Regions from separate parts of the Pan troglodytes genome. Here region 2 is linked to region 1. Evidence: chromatin contacts called from public capture Hi-C data. All regions are on one chromosome and are shown on one strand. The core of a region is the stretch at or near the end of the contact, and the rest is flanking DNA. Distances in the headings are between cores, read along the strand shown.

The links. Capture Hi-C pulls out chosen DNA fragments and counts their contacts.
Region 2: a capture Hi-C map of stem cell-derived neural stem cells shows a contact between it and region 1, with 5 times the contacts expected there. The contact joins two enhancer-like sites. A contact is called at or near these places in 6 of 7 Hi-C or Micro-C datasets (blood, induced pluripotent stem cells, a lymphoblastoid cell line and 2 more) and 1 of 1 other capture datasets (stem cell-derived neural stem cells).

What each region holds. Positions count from the first base shown.
Region 1 is chr15:65,402,720-65,409,840 of NHGRI_mPanTro3-v2.0_pri, reverse strand. No RefSeq gene overlaps it. Among named protein-coding and RNA genes, the nearest start is that of PLEK2, 15 kb to the right of the region's middle. Within about 2 kb of position 3,515, at least 6 of the 24 cell types and tissues checked have an H3K27ac peak or open chromatin away from gene starts, as enhancers often do. A contact at or near this core is called in stem cell-derived neural stem cells, where this site is marked.
Region 2 is chr15:65,554,153-65,561,539 of NHGRI_mPanTro3-v2.0_pri, reverse strand. It overlaps PLEKHH1 (pleckstrin homology, MyTH4 and FERM domain containing H1), which reads right to left. Exons shown (of 30, transcript XR_008539026.2): 17 at 7,050-7,158; 18 at 6,143-6,255; 19 at 5,357-5,533; 20 at 4,927-5,024; 21 at 4,243-4,420; 22 at 3,672-3,827; 23 at 2,514-2,614; 24 at 1,333-1,474. Among named protein-coding and RNA genes, the nearest start is that of PIGH, 20 kb to the left of the region's middle. Within about 2 kb of position 2,454, at least 1 of the 24 cell types and tissues checked has an H3K27ac peak or open chromatin away from gene starts, as enhancers often do. A contact at or near this core is called in stem cell-derived neural stem cells, where this site is marked.

The sequences.
Region 1 (7,121 bases), core at 2,266-4,765:
TGCACACTTTGAGGCTTTATGCTCATACCAAAAGCACAGCAGGAAGGGACTGCTTTGATCACAGAATCCTCAGGGGATCAGAATGGGACGTTAAGCTTTGTGGTCCACTTAATGAGGAGCTCTCTGCCCCTTACTGATGAGCAGGCCCTCCAAAGTCCTGAGGTCTCTGGGCCTTTCATCAAGTCAATGTCCTGGGGCAGCGCCTGATATTGCACCGGTCACTCACTGCCCAGCCCCTCCACCAAGACTCCACTCCACAGGCCCCGTTGCCACCTGCCTCCTCCAGATCTTATCCCCGTGATGCCATTGACACCAGTTGATGTGACACTCCACTCGGTCACCACTCTGCCAGTTGAGAAAGCCCTCCTGCTTCTTCTTTCCTTAGGATGGAGGGCTTATAGCAAAGTCACGTGAGCCCACGTGGGAAGGCTCTTTCTGCTTTACCATACAGCCCTCCCCTTGAGAGCACCCAGGCATTCCAGGGGACCAGGCATGGGTCCGGCGCAGGCTTGCACAGGAACAAGAGCCACCTTGTCCCCTAGGCCTGGATCCTTCCTCACTTACAGTGGGTATTTTTCCTCCCTGGGCCCGTATGTTATTCCCTATAATCTACCCTTCCCAGCCTGACTCTGTATAGATGAACCTGAGTATACAGGGTTCAAGCTCTGTCCCAGGGAAATCTGGGTCCATGTCATCCAAGCTCTGTGGTTTTGTGGAGGGGACTGGAATGTGTGATTGTGGCCTGTCTCCATGTCCCATCGTACCCGTGCCTCAGCTCCAACCAAGGCATAGTCAGGTTCGGGCTCCTCTCGCAGGAGTTTTATCAGAGTGCTTGTGATTCCCTTGTGTGCCTTAATCATTAAGAGCAGCGACTTTGGAGTCAAAGACAAACCTGGGTACCATCTGCTCCACAGTTTATGAGCCACATGATCTTGAGGAAGTTACTTAATCTCTTGGAATCTGTTTCTTCATTTGTAAAATGAGGAAGGTAACAGAGCTCTTAAAGCTGTTACTTGTAGCGCTGTTGAAAGAATTAACTGAGATAATGTATCTAAGTACCAGCTTGGTGCTGGTACTGTATCTGGCATGCGGTAAAACCTTAAGGAATGTTAGTTTTCATCATTTTTGTTGTTGTTGCTGTTTATTTGTTTGTTTTGAAACGCAGTCTTGCTCTATCACCCAGGCTGGAGTGCAATGGCGCAATCTCAACTCACTGCAAACTTTGCCTCTCAGGTTCAAGCAATTCTCCTGCCGCAGCCTCCTGAGTAGCTGGGATTACAGGTGCCTGCTATCACACCTTGCCAATTTTTGTATTTTTAGTAGAGATGGGGTTTCACTATGTTGGCCAGGCTGGTCTCAAACTCCTGACCTCAAAAGATCCACCTGTGGCCATGAGCCACTTTAGGAGGCCGAGGTGGGCGAATCATGAGGTCAGGAGTTTGAGACCAGCCTGACCAACATGGTGAAACCCCATCTCTACTAAAAATACAAAAATTGGCTGGGCGTGGTGGTAGGTGCCTGTAATCCTAGCTACTCAGGAGGCTGAGACAGGAGAATCGCTTGAACCCGGGAGCTGGATGTTGCAGTGAGCCAAGATCACACCACTGAACGCCAGCCTGGGCGACAGTGTGAGACTCTGTCTCAAAAAAAAAAAAAAAAAAAAAAAAAATTGTCCACTTGCCTCAGCCTCCCAAAGTGCTGGGATTACAGGCATGAGCCACCACACTGGGCCTCATCATTGTTATTGTTATTAACACAATGATCCCATTTTAGTCATGGCTTCAGCCCAGCTGAGCTTTGTGAACTTGAGCAAGTTATTTAATCTCTGTGGGCTCTTATTTTGTATAAAACAAGAGAATACGGGTCTTGAGCCTTCACATTCCTTCTAACTCTGTGATCCTGCTCTCATTTGACTCTAATGGGAAAATTCCATCTTTAAAGGAGACCAACACCAGCTAATCAGATGAGGTGGCTGGCTGCTTACAGAGCGTGATAAGAGAGGCTGCACAAAGTTCACCTGGCTCCTCCAAACCAACGCCTGCTTCTCTCTCCAGCAGGCCCCCTACAGCCCAGGGCAGCAGTGGCGAGAGCTTCAGGAGCAGCCGGCAGATGATAACTAATACTAAAGGAAGGAGGCCAGGCCCTCAAGCCTGAGGTTGGAAGGAAGGGGCAGCGTTGAGTAGGGTGAGGGTCTGGCCTTGAGTTCTGGTGAGGGAATAGCTGGTGAGGACAGACCAACAATGGAGTTTCACCCGCTCTCTGCAGAGGCGGTGTGTGTGCTGGTGAGAAACCTGGCCGATGAGTCAGATGGCCTGAGTTGGAATCTTGGCTCTTCCACGTACCAGCTGTGTGACTTGGACAAAGTACTTAACTTCTCTGGGCCTCAAATTCCTCCTTTGTGAAACAAGGTAATGCAATAGTAAGAGTTCTCCCCTACTGTGTAGTGAAGATTAAATATGTACAAGCACTTGGAAAAGTGCTAGGCACATAAGTGCTCTAAGTGTTAGCTGTGAATATTATTCCAATCTTGGGGAGCAGGATAGAGCTTTGGGCTAGTGGACCGAGGGCGTCCTTGCATGTGGGTGTGGGTGGGTCCTCTGCTGCTGCACTGGAAGCAGTCAGAGGTGTGCCCAGCTGACCATGGGGGTCTGGGGCATAGGTGGAGGCTAAAAAGGCATTGTCAGCTGGGCACGGTAGCTCATGCTCGTAATTCCAGCACTTTGGGAGGCTGAGGCGGGTGGATCGCTTGAGGTCAGGTGTTTGACACCAGCCTGGCTAACATGGCAAAACCCCATCTCTACTAAAATACAAAAATTAGCTGGGTGTGGTGGCGGGTGCCTAATCCCAGCTACTCAGGAGGCTGAGGCAGGAGAATCGCTTGAACCCGGGAGGCAGAGGTTGCAGTGAGCCAGAATCGTGCCACTGTACTCCAGCCTGGGCAGCAGAGTGAGACTTTGTCTCAAAAAAAAAAAAAAAAAAAAAAAAAAAAGGGCATTGTCGAGCTCCTGTAAAATATCCTGGGTGTCTCAGAAATGTGTGCGAGAGGCTTTTGGGGATGGTCTCATGACAGTGCCAGAACATGCTAGAAAAGCACGGTGCCTTACAGTTACTATCACCCCCAGTGCAGGGGGGCCTGAGGAGACTAAGCTTACACACCCTTAAAAGAAACCAAATCTCCTAAGTATGAGTGTCCCCGAAAGGGCTAAAAACTAAATCGTTGTCTGCCATTATTAGCTCCTTAGCGTAAATGAGTTTCTCAGAGTAGGTGGTATTTAGTAGAGCCCTGGGAATAAGAAATGAAAATGAATGGCGACGGTAAGTCTTAAGACGGAGCTCTCGTGGGAAGCCGGTGGGTAGAGCCCTGGGCCGCCGACCTGGGGTTCCACCTGAGTGTGTTCGCGGCAGGGTGTTGGGATTCCAGAGAACAACGACGGAAGCCCCTGACAAAGGTGGCCTGCTTCAACTTCGCGTTGGAACCCAGGGCCCGCCGAAGGCCGCATTTCCACGGCCACAGCCAGCCAGAGCTGCCCTCTCATACCCTCTCCGTTTGTAGACCAAGGGCCCTTCCCTGCCCGAGACCTTCTCAACTATGCGGGACTCGGCCGCCCTCTAGTGGCAACTGGGCAGAAGTTTTTCTCTTAAAATTGTCGACAACAGGATGATTTTATAATGGCATTTGGATAGTGCTTTACAGTTAACGGGACTGTCACAAATATTACAGTGTAGCTTTTCTACTGGAGTACGCCACCCACATCCCCATAGTCATCAGCCGCCTGAAGCATCCCTCCCTCCCCCGCGTGACACAATACACTCTGGCTACCTCCAATCCCTCCCTCCCCCGTGCGACACAATACACTCTAGCTACCTCCAACACTCCAGCTTTCCCATTGCTTTGGCTCATCTAGTTTTTCCCAGTGGGCAGAGGGAAGGGTCCTGGAGCCTGCGGAAGCCTGGGGAGGACTAGGTGACTTCTGACTCCTCTGCCCCCGAGCTATAAGCCCTAGGAATCTGCAGACGTTGTCTCTTAAAACTGGACATTAGGCCAGGCACCGTGGCTCATACCTGTAATCCCAGCACTTTGCAAGGCCGAGCTGAGTGGATCACCTGAGGTCAGGAGTTCGAAACCAGCCTGCCCAACATGGAGAAACCCCGTCTGCACTGAAAATACAAAATTAGCCGAGCATGGTGGCACATGCCTGTAGTCCCAGCTACTTGGAAGGCTAAGGCAGGAGAATCGCTTGAATCCAGGAGGCGGAGGTTGCGGTGAGCCAAGATCACGCCATTACACTCCAGCCTGGGCAACAAGAGTGAAACTCTGTCTCAAAAAAAACAAAACAAACCCCCAAAAATAGACATTATCCACACTGTCCCCCGAACCCGGCAGCCTACCGTTTCACAGTCTGCTGCTGCTGAAGGCAATCGCACCGACCACTTGTGTTTTAAGGGGCACACACTGACTGTGCCAACAGCGAAGAGGCAGCAGATAGTGAAACTCCCACAGGGCACATGACAGCTGTTCTCCTACTTTCAAAGGTTTCACAGCCATGGTCCCAGGGCTTTGATTCTTAACTCCCTTGCTGAGATCACCATTGAAAACCCGAAGGGTGAAGCTCAAACCCTCTACCCTCCTCAGCAACTACCCAACTCAGCCCAGAGATCCTGTCGGACCACACAATAGTCTCCTTTGTGTGGGGAATCTTTTCGAGAGTGTTGTTCTGCTTGTCTCTCCGCAGGAAAAGGTAATCTGAGAGTCATACTGAATATTTTAAATGTTAGATACTGGGTGTGTTTTGGGTTTTGATGTGTTTAGTAAACCACTCAGAGATGTTTTGTTTCAGGCAGGATAAGCCGGTTATTAAATTTTATCATTGGCCAGGCATGGTGGCTCATGCCTGTAATCCCAGCACTTTGGGAGGCTGAGGCAGGAGGATCACTTGAGCCCAGGAGTTCCAGACCAATCAGCAACATAGCAAGACACTGTCTCCACCAAAAAAAAAAATTTTTTTTTTGAGACAAGATGTGGGGTGTGGGGCAGGGAGGGAGCCCACAGGATCAGGCTGGCTCTCAGGACACTATCAGATCAGCAGAGACACGCCCACTGCTGTGGTTCTACCCTGTGTCTGGAAGTGGGTTCTCCTGTGGTCCTATTCCAGCTCCTGTCCATCAGAGCAGGTCCAGTTCCCCTCTGTTGTTGCTCCCTGAGGCTGGTCCCTGGGAGGCAGGGCTCCCCTCTCATTGCCTTAATTCTTCCCAGTCCCCTTTCGAAAGGAAGGACATCATCCCAACTGGTTCACCTGCTTTGTCTTGCCGGGAGAAACAGTTTAGCTCATACTAAGAATTAAAACTTTTTGTTTGTTTGCTTTGTTTTTTGGTTTGGTTTTAGAGACTCTGTTGCCCAGGCTGGAATGCAGTGCTGGTATCTCAGCCCACTGCAACCTCCACCTTCTGGGCTCAAGCAATCCTCACACCTCAGCCTCTGGAGTAGCTGGGACTATAGGCGTGTGCCACCACACCGGGCTAATTTTTTGTAGAGATGGAGTTTCATCATGTTGCCCAGACTGGTCTTGAACTCCTGACCTCAAGCGATTCTCCCGCCTTGGCCTCCCAAAGTGTTGGGATTATAGGCATGAGCCACTGTACCTGGCCTACAAAAATTTTTAAAAATTAGGCAGGCATGGTGGTGTGTGCCTGTAGTCCTAGCTGCTCAGGAAGCTGAGGCAGGAGGATCACTTGAGCCCAGAGTTTGAGGCTGTAGTGAGCTGTGATCACAGCACTGCATTCCAGCCTGGGCAACAGAGTGAGACCCTGTCTCTAAAACCAAACCAAAACAAAGCAAACAAACAAAAAATTTTCGTTCCTAGTATGAGCTAAACTTTGTTTCTCCCGGAAAGATAAAGCAGGTGAACCAGTTGGAATGATGTCCTTCCTATCCAAAGGGGACTGAGAAGAATTAAGACAATGAGAAGGGAGCCCTGCCTCCCAGGGACCAGCCTTGGGGAGGAAGGAACTGAGGGAAACTGGGTCTGCTCTGGTTGACAAGAGCTAGAATAGGACCACAAGAGAACCCACTTCCAGACACAGGGTAGAAGCATAGCCGTGGGCATGTCTCTGCTGATCTGAAGGGGCTCTGGGGGCAGCCCAATCCTGTGGGCTTCCTCCCCACCCCACACCCAGTGGAAGTCTCAGCAGGACCCTGCTCAGACAGGTCATGACCCAAGACCAGGGAGAATGCCGGATGCTGAGACTGGGACCATAGGAAGGAAGACTAGGGGTGGGCAGGGGCTTGGATCTGCTTCCTTTTTTTTTTTTTTTAAACAGCGTCTTTTTCTGTCATCCAACCTGGAGTGCAGTGGCACAATCTTGGCTCACTGCAGCTTCAACTTTCCAGGCTCAAGCACTCCCCCCACCTCAGCCTCCCAAGTAGCTGGGACTACAAGCACACACCTGTATTTTTCATAGAGATGGGGTTTCATCATGTTGTCCAGGCTGGTCTTGAACTCTTGAGTTTAAGTGATCTGCGTGCCTCAGCTTCCCAGAGTGCTAGGACTGTAGGCTTGAATCACTGTGCCTGGCACACTTCATTCTTTCTTAATCACCCCCAATATTTTAGCTTCTCCTCTCCCCTTTTTATTTTTTATTTTATTTTATTTATTTATTCATTTTTGAGACAGAGTTTTTTGCTCTTGTTGCCCAGGCTGGAGTGCAATGGCATGATCTCAGCTCACCACAAACTCCATCTCCCGGGTTCAAGTGATTCTCCTGCCTCAGCCTCCTGAGTAGCTGGGATTACAGGCAACTGCCACCAGGCTTGGCTAATTTTTTTGTATTTTTAGTAGAAATGGGGTTTCTCCATGTTGGTCAGGCTGGTCTTGAACTCCCGACCTCAGGTGATCTGCCTGCCTTGGCCTCCCAAAGTGCTGGGATTACAGGCATGAGCCACTGCACCCAGCCTCCTCCCTACTTTTTAAAAAAGTGCCTGGTGTTAAGCATTCAATTCCATTAGACCATATGGATGGGAAAAAGGAAGTGGATTTAAAAGTCTTTCGTTCCTCCAACTATTCCAGGAGCCATCAGTAACACCCACCCCAGGGCTCACTTGCACTTGGACACTTCTGGATATT
Region 2 (7,387 bases), core at 1,205-3,704, 150 kb before region 1:
AATATTAGAGATCACCGACCAACTTTGATTTTGCAGCTGAGGTGAAGTGCCTTTTCCAAAGACACAGTTAATTGGTAGCCGACAAGGGAAAACAATGTGGAAATTCTGGCTTCCAGTCCAAAAATATGGGCTATAGAATTGAAGATGCTACAGATCCTAGAGTACAGCAGAGTGTTCCAAATGTGGCCTTTGGAGTTGGACACCTGGCGCAAATCCCAGCTTTGTGTCCCTGATCAAGTTACTTAAACTCTCTGAGCTTCAATTTCCTCATCTATTAGGTGGGAATAAAAACTACAATGGAGGATGCATATATGCTTAGTACAGGGCCTCCTAGAGAGTATTCCTATTGATGTTTATAAAGATCAACTATTACTGTTTCCTCTTCCTTTCCAGCATGTAAATCCAGATTCTTATTCTTTTTAAAAATTTTTAATTTTTAATTTTTGTGGGTATATAGTAGGTGTCAGACTCTCTTATGGGAGTCATGAAGGTATCCCAGATACCTTTGGCAAGATGGCCTTCTAAATATAATGGGAAGGAGAGTCCAAGTCTGAATGTGTGTTCCTCTTCCTAATTCTACTTAGAAGGTCTGATGGTTTATAAAGTTTACCACATACATTACATGATACAATTATTCAGGTATCATACTTAGTACAACCCTGTGGAGGCTGGCAGAGGTTTTTGTTTGTTTGTTTTGTTTTGTTTTGAGACAGAGTTTTGCTGTTGTCGCCTAGGCTGTAGTGCAATGGCATGATCTTGGCTCACTGCAACCTCTGCCTCCCAGGTACAAGTGATTCTCCTGCCTCAGCCTGCCGAGTAGCTGGGATTACAGGCGCCCACCACCACACCCAGCTAATTTTTATTTTTATTTTATTTTATTTTATTTTTTTCAGTAGAGACAGGGTTTCACTGGTCAGGCTGGTCACGAACTCCTGACCTCAGGTGATCTGCCCGCCTCGGCCTCGCAAAGTGCTGAGATTACAGGCATGAGCCACTGCTCCCGGCCAAGTATTTTTTATTTTGGTATACTGAGAAGGAAACTAAAGCATAGAGAAGTGAAGTGACTTGGCTAAGACCTCATAGTTGGAAGGTATATAGGACTCAAACCCAGGTCTCTGGATTCCAAGTCCAGCCATCTGCACGCATCCTATATCTGCGGTGAGTGAGGAGCTCTGATCTGTAGAAGTCAGCTGCTTTCCATCCCAGAGATGGCAAAGCTGCCCTCTCCTGAGCACCACAGGATCTGCAGAATCTCTCCTGTGTTTCAGGCTGCATGGTGCATTCATTCTAAGCTGGCAACCCGACCCTCCTGCTTCCTGAACAGAACCTTACCTGGGCCATCAGGACAGCCATCTCAAGAGCCAATTCCTTGTTGACAGGAAACCTCCCTGCCACTATCTCTCTACTAGTTTGAGAGGCAAGGAGCAGCCGTTCTCGGTCCGTCTCCCCTTTGACTTGACTGCGAAAGTACAGCCTGCAGAGAAGAGAATAAGAAGCCAGGACTCAGCAGGGATTCCAAACAGGGATGGGGCTTTCTCTGGGTCTGTTACCTTTATTTCCAAAAAGATAAAGTACTCTTTTCCCACTATTTATGAGCCTATTTTGTATTGCCTCCAGAAACATATAACCGAGTATGACACAGAGCAGATGCAGGGTCATGCTGATCTCATACCAACAGGAGGGCATGGTTCATTCTGAAGATACCATTAAGCTTACTGGATTTAGTAACGGAAATCTGGTACCTGGAGTTATAGATTAGGGGACTGGATGAGGTAAGAGTCCAAGAGACTACTGAAACTATTTGCCTGGAGACATACTGAGATGGAGGGATGGGATTTTCTTACTCAAATTGATAGAAAGTCAGGATGTCTACTTCTGTATTTCCTGGAATTGGTATAGGAGGTACTTAGTCTTTAGCTTTAACTAGCTGGTGCTTATACAAAATTTCACTCTCATAAAGTAACACACTTAGCCATCCCATGAGGTTGGTCTATTTTCTATTCTTTTCTTTTTTTCGAGGCAGGGTCTCACTCTGTTGCCCAGGCTGGAGTGCAGTGGCATGATCTCAGCTCACTGCAGCCTCAACCTCCCAGGTTTAAGTGATCCTCCCACCTCAGCCCCCCTGAGTAGCTGGGACTACAGGTACATGCCACCATGCCCAGCTAATTTTTGCATTTTTTGTAGAGGTGGGGTTTTGCCATGTTGCCCAGGGTGGTCTGGTCTGTTTTCTTGGCAGATGTGTGTGTGTGTGTGTGTGTGTGCGCGCGCGTGTGTGTGCATATACACACACGCACACGCAGTACAGGGAAGGCTGACAGAAGGCCTGAGCTGCCCAGGGTTTCACAGAGTATCAGCAGCAGAGCCCGCCTGCACCCCAGCTAGTGACTGCCAGGCAGTGTTATATCTGTGGGTCCCTCCCCCCGTCTGGATAGGCTGTCTAGTCGAGGAGGCGATGAGCTGGCACCCAGTGGCAGCCCTTGTGTTTGGCCCCACCCTCGTGCAGTGCTTAGGACCTGTTCTTGTACATCAGCTTCGCGACGCGTGTCCCACCCTCAGACTTTCCGGGGTGCAGCTCCTTCATGGCTTGTTCCCACTTGGAGATGGCATCACAGATCTTGAAAAGGCAAAAGAAGAAAGTCAGAAAATTTCCTGATAAGGAGAGAAGGGATCAAGGTCCAGCCAGGGCTGGACTCAGAGCAGAAGAGCAAAGAAAACTAAGGAAAAGTCCTCCCACCAGGAGGCTGACCTGCGGAACTTCATGCTTCCTGGACCCAAGGTGGCAGCAGCTCCCTCACAAACAGAGGGAACCCTAGACAGGGTGAGCAATAAAGCAAGAAATCTGCCCTGCTGGTGTCACCAGCTGAGGGGCCTCCCCAGAGGCTAGGCAGCCCCATGGCCTTCGATCACCAGCTCCATTTCCATTCCACTGACTGCTATTCTCCTCTTCAACAAATATGCCCAGAGGGCTACCATGTAACAAAGCCTCACAGATGCCCAGACATTGGCAAAGAAGGTATGTGGCATAGTTTTTCCAGGCAATGTTAAAAGACCATAGAAGCCTTTGTCCTGTTAAAGACAAGCAAACACTGGAGCCAAATATGCATCAAAGTGCTAGAGCACATTCTCACACTTATCCCCCAGGACAGTAATCCCAGACCACAATACAAGATTGATCTTAAATCCCATTCAACGGCCTTTACTTATAGGGGCACCATAAGGACCTGCCTCTTTAAAAGTGTGGTTCAACCTATAAGCATGGCATAGGCCCTGAAAGAAAGGGTAAAAGTGAGGTGCTGGGTACCATCTGACATCCAGGGGGTCCAAGCACACAGCTGTGAGCCTCTGAGTGGGCACGTGTAGGCAGTGGCTTCGTGGGGCCTCACTGTCCCTACACCAAGCCAAGAAGAGGCTTTTCTTCTGGACGCTGCACAGCCACTCGAGGGAAGTAGGTGTGTAGCGATCTTGTCTCCAGAGACAAGGGCACACAACAGCTTTTTTCTCCCTGCCCAGGTACATTTTAGGATGGCACAGAAATGCTGACTAGGGCAGCACCTTGGGCTCAGCACCAAATGAGCTACCAAACAGTCAGGCACCCATCAGATGGGCTCTTTCCCCACCACCAATATTCCTGAGCAGGGAGGGGCTCAGCTGGCTTAGTGGGAGGCTGTCACCTTGACACTTCCCTGCAGGCAGTGCTCCAGGTCCCTGCCCGAGGGATCGTCCGTGAAGAGGGCAAAGCCAGAGTGGGATGGCTTTCTCATGCCTATCTCCTGGTTCAGCCGCTGGAGGAACTCATCAACCGTGGAAGAGCCGTCAAAACCAACCACCTGAGGTGGGAGAAGGGTTCCATCCCTGAGTGAACTTCCTGAGAGGAGCTCACTAGGGCTGGTGGAGGCGTCTGGGTACAGCAGGTGGAAAGGAGCAAGGGCAAATACAAGAGGCCAAAGCAAGTTGGTTTCTGTGTTCACAGACAAAGGGCCAGTGCATGAGGGATGTGAGCTTATCCACTGTAAATGAACTGGGCATACCTGGGTCCCTCCTTTACCAACAATCTTTTGGAGGCCCTTTCTTATGCCACTTTCTTGGTCAGCATCTCAGCTTCCCTGTTCATGCAGTGAGTTCATAATATCTACTTCTGGGGCAACAGTGAACAATCTGCCAAGCCTGAGCCTAAGGCCCAGGGGTATTCTCTGGATGGTGACGTGAGAAGACTCGGGGCAAAGAGCACGCCCAGCTCCTCACCTGGTAAGTCCCGTTGGTAAAGTGCACGGGGATGCTGAAGGGCAAGGAGTGGTGGAAGGGGTTACGCAGCAGGATGGACACCACTTCCATGCGCGACGGCCTGGCTTCCCGCTCCCCGGTCCGCAGGGTCCGCTCCACTGCCCGCTGGCAGTAGGTGGCATACTGGCCAGTTTCACTTCTAAAAAGACAGAAGGAAGAGGGGAGTATTATGGGCTCTGCTCATCTCTGCCACTTTGGCACCCCGGATCCCTATCTAGACTCAGCCAGGACCAAAACTGTAGCTGGGGCAGGTTGTGAGAAAAGCCCTGAAGACTCTGGTCTGGGACATTAATTTGTCATTCAGGACCTTTATATAGCAGGTTGCTGGCATGGATATTTTCTTCCAGAACCCAGAGGACATAACAACAGAATAGCACTTGGGGACAGTTTGGGAGCAGTGTGGCTTCATGTGAGAGTTGCCACAGTACATCCGTGGATACATGGATTGGCGTGCAGAGAAGCTTAAGCATGCCCAGATCCCCACGTGCCCATTTGTGCACACGGCAATGGGTGAAGTCTCCATGACCACTGAGCGGTTTCAGAGGACAGGAGTGATCTGGTCTGCCCTAGACTCCTCTCATCCCTCTTATTCATGCGGCAGTTGGCAGTGCTCAAGTGGCAGAGGAAACGGCCAGGTTCACTCACCTGGGATCTGCATGGCGTTGGAGCTGCTGCTTGACATACCAGAGGAAGTGATGCTGAGGCAGGAAAAGTGGAGCACACAGAGCGAGGAGCTGCCAGCACTGCCAGGGACACAGACAGCGTGGGGTGAGTGCTGGGCCTACAGCACCACCTGTCCTCATAGCCCTGAGCTACAGAGCCTTCAGCACTCTCCCCAAACCAGAGCCCCCAACTTGCTCTGGGTGCTGGGATGGCCAACTTGGTCAGGCTGTGTCCAGAATGCAATCACCCATCTGTGCACAGACAGCTCAGCCGTACTGATGCAGCTTGGAGCACAGAGGCTGCCCGCTGGCTGGGCTCACCGTATACCTGCCCAGTCACCTCCTCCCACCTTTCCCACCTGGCAGCCCTTGCCAATAGCTTCTGTCAGCTGCTCCACCCCTGGCATGCCTACCTGCATGAGGGAGTACTTCTGAGGTGGGCGGCAGCTGGTCTGCTTCATGAGTTGGCAGTAGATCTCACTCTGCAGCTCGGGGTGAACCAGGCAGACCTGCAGTGCGGTCTGGGCCAGGGACACATGGTAGTCCACTGAGGCAGCTTCCACCGGCACGTTGATGAAGAGCTGGCAGGACTGGGAGGGAACAGCAGTGAGCACAGGCAGACCAGCATCCCCTGGGTTCAGAGAACTCAACGGCTTGGCCATTTTCCAAGGGCTCCATGGAGGTTAAAGTTTACTGACAGCCCTTTCTAAGAGGGAGCACTGCTACTGTTGGAGGGCATCTCTGCTTACTAAAAGGGGCTATGGGCTACTTTGGGATAGAAGCTTTCCTTTTTAAAATGTTCTCATTACATTACATAAACAAGACAAATTCATTAAAAAAAACAAAAACAAAAACAGAAAACTCAGACATTCACAAAGGACATGCTAAAATAGGTCCGAATCTCTCAGTCCAGAAGCAACATAAACCTCGCCTTTTCTGCTTAACTACAGGAGGAGGGGAGCTCCTCCAGGGAGAGTTTTCATTGGCATTTCCCAAGGACTTGTGCATGACGTTCCAGAGCTGTTTCCCTCCCAGTGACAGGATTACATTCCTGCCATCCAGGAAGTGATAGGGACCCTGGGAAGTTTCCTTCCCTTCCTCTCCAGATCCCTCTGTGGATTGTCCCCAACTGCACAGGTCTTCTCCACCCAAGTATTGCAAGTATCCCAGCGGTGGGCCTGGCCGCCACCCCAATTTACCTTGAAGAGCTTGAGGGCCTCCGTCTGCAAGGCCTCAGAGGGCAGGGTGGTGAGGGAGGCGTATAGGCCATCTTTGCTGTAGCACAGCATGGGGTGCCTCCAGAGCGGTGAATCTGCCCAAAGCACAGAACCAGAGAGCAAGGGCAGTTACTACTGAGAGGGGACTCATCTCCCACTCACCGCCATCTTTAATTTATGGGGAAGATAGTGGTTTATCTGCGACACTTGGGTTGTGCTGGGTTTATCATCCATAGAGTGTGGGGTGTACAGGTGGGCACTGCAATGAGCACCCTCATATAAGCATGGCCTTTCTCGTGGAATGGCAGTAGGGGTGAGTGTGCAAGGTTGTGGGTGTCTGAGTGCAGGTGGATGTGTGCAGGGGAGGCCTCTTTCTTACTGTGTCAAGTCTGGATGGAGGGGCATATGAATTGGTCAGAAACAAACAAGCCTCAGAGCAGTAGTAAAGGGGTGTGTGTGGTATATGCCATTAATTAGTTCCTCAGGGCCCTGATAATCAGTAGCAAAAGAAAGACTCCAAACAGGTTAGTCCGATCCCAATTAGGCTTCACTTGTTGATTTACAAACTCTTAACTATAGATTAACTAGCTACCTTCTTTCCTCAGCCCTCTGCCCAGCCAGCAACGGGGCAGCTTGATCCAAGTAAAACATTTACCCAGGTCCCTGGAAAGCCTGCTTCCCAGATAAACTCCCCCAGATGCAGAGTGGTCACCTTAGTATCTCAGCTGGAGACAGAGGGGCCCTGGAGCTTAGATGGGAACTTCCCCTCTGTGGCTTAGATGTTTTAAAAACAGCTTCACGGTACAACATTGCTTTCTTTGGGATCTTGACCAATAGTCACCAAGCCACTACCCTCCAACCCAAGCAGTGGTGGCCACCCTTGCCTTACCTGGATCTCCTTCACCATCCATCAGTTTTCCAATGAGCTGCTCATAGGCAGTGCCCACCTTGGCACTGCTGCCACCTGCAGCCACTGTGAGGTGGTAGAGCCACGTATCCTGGAAGAGGGCGGAAAGCCATCGGATGGGGACGGGGTGGGAAGAGTGGAGGCAAGAGCTCCAAGGAGGACTCCTTGAAGGGGCCAAGCCCATGTGGGGTTCAGCTAGTTTGGTTGGCATGAGTCAGGGCTACCTGGAAAGACTGAGGATCAGGTGAACATGAACCCAAGTTTCCAAATTTGCGATGCTATTACATGACCTCAGTGAAGCAATGTTGGTCACTGGGAAT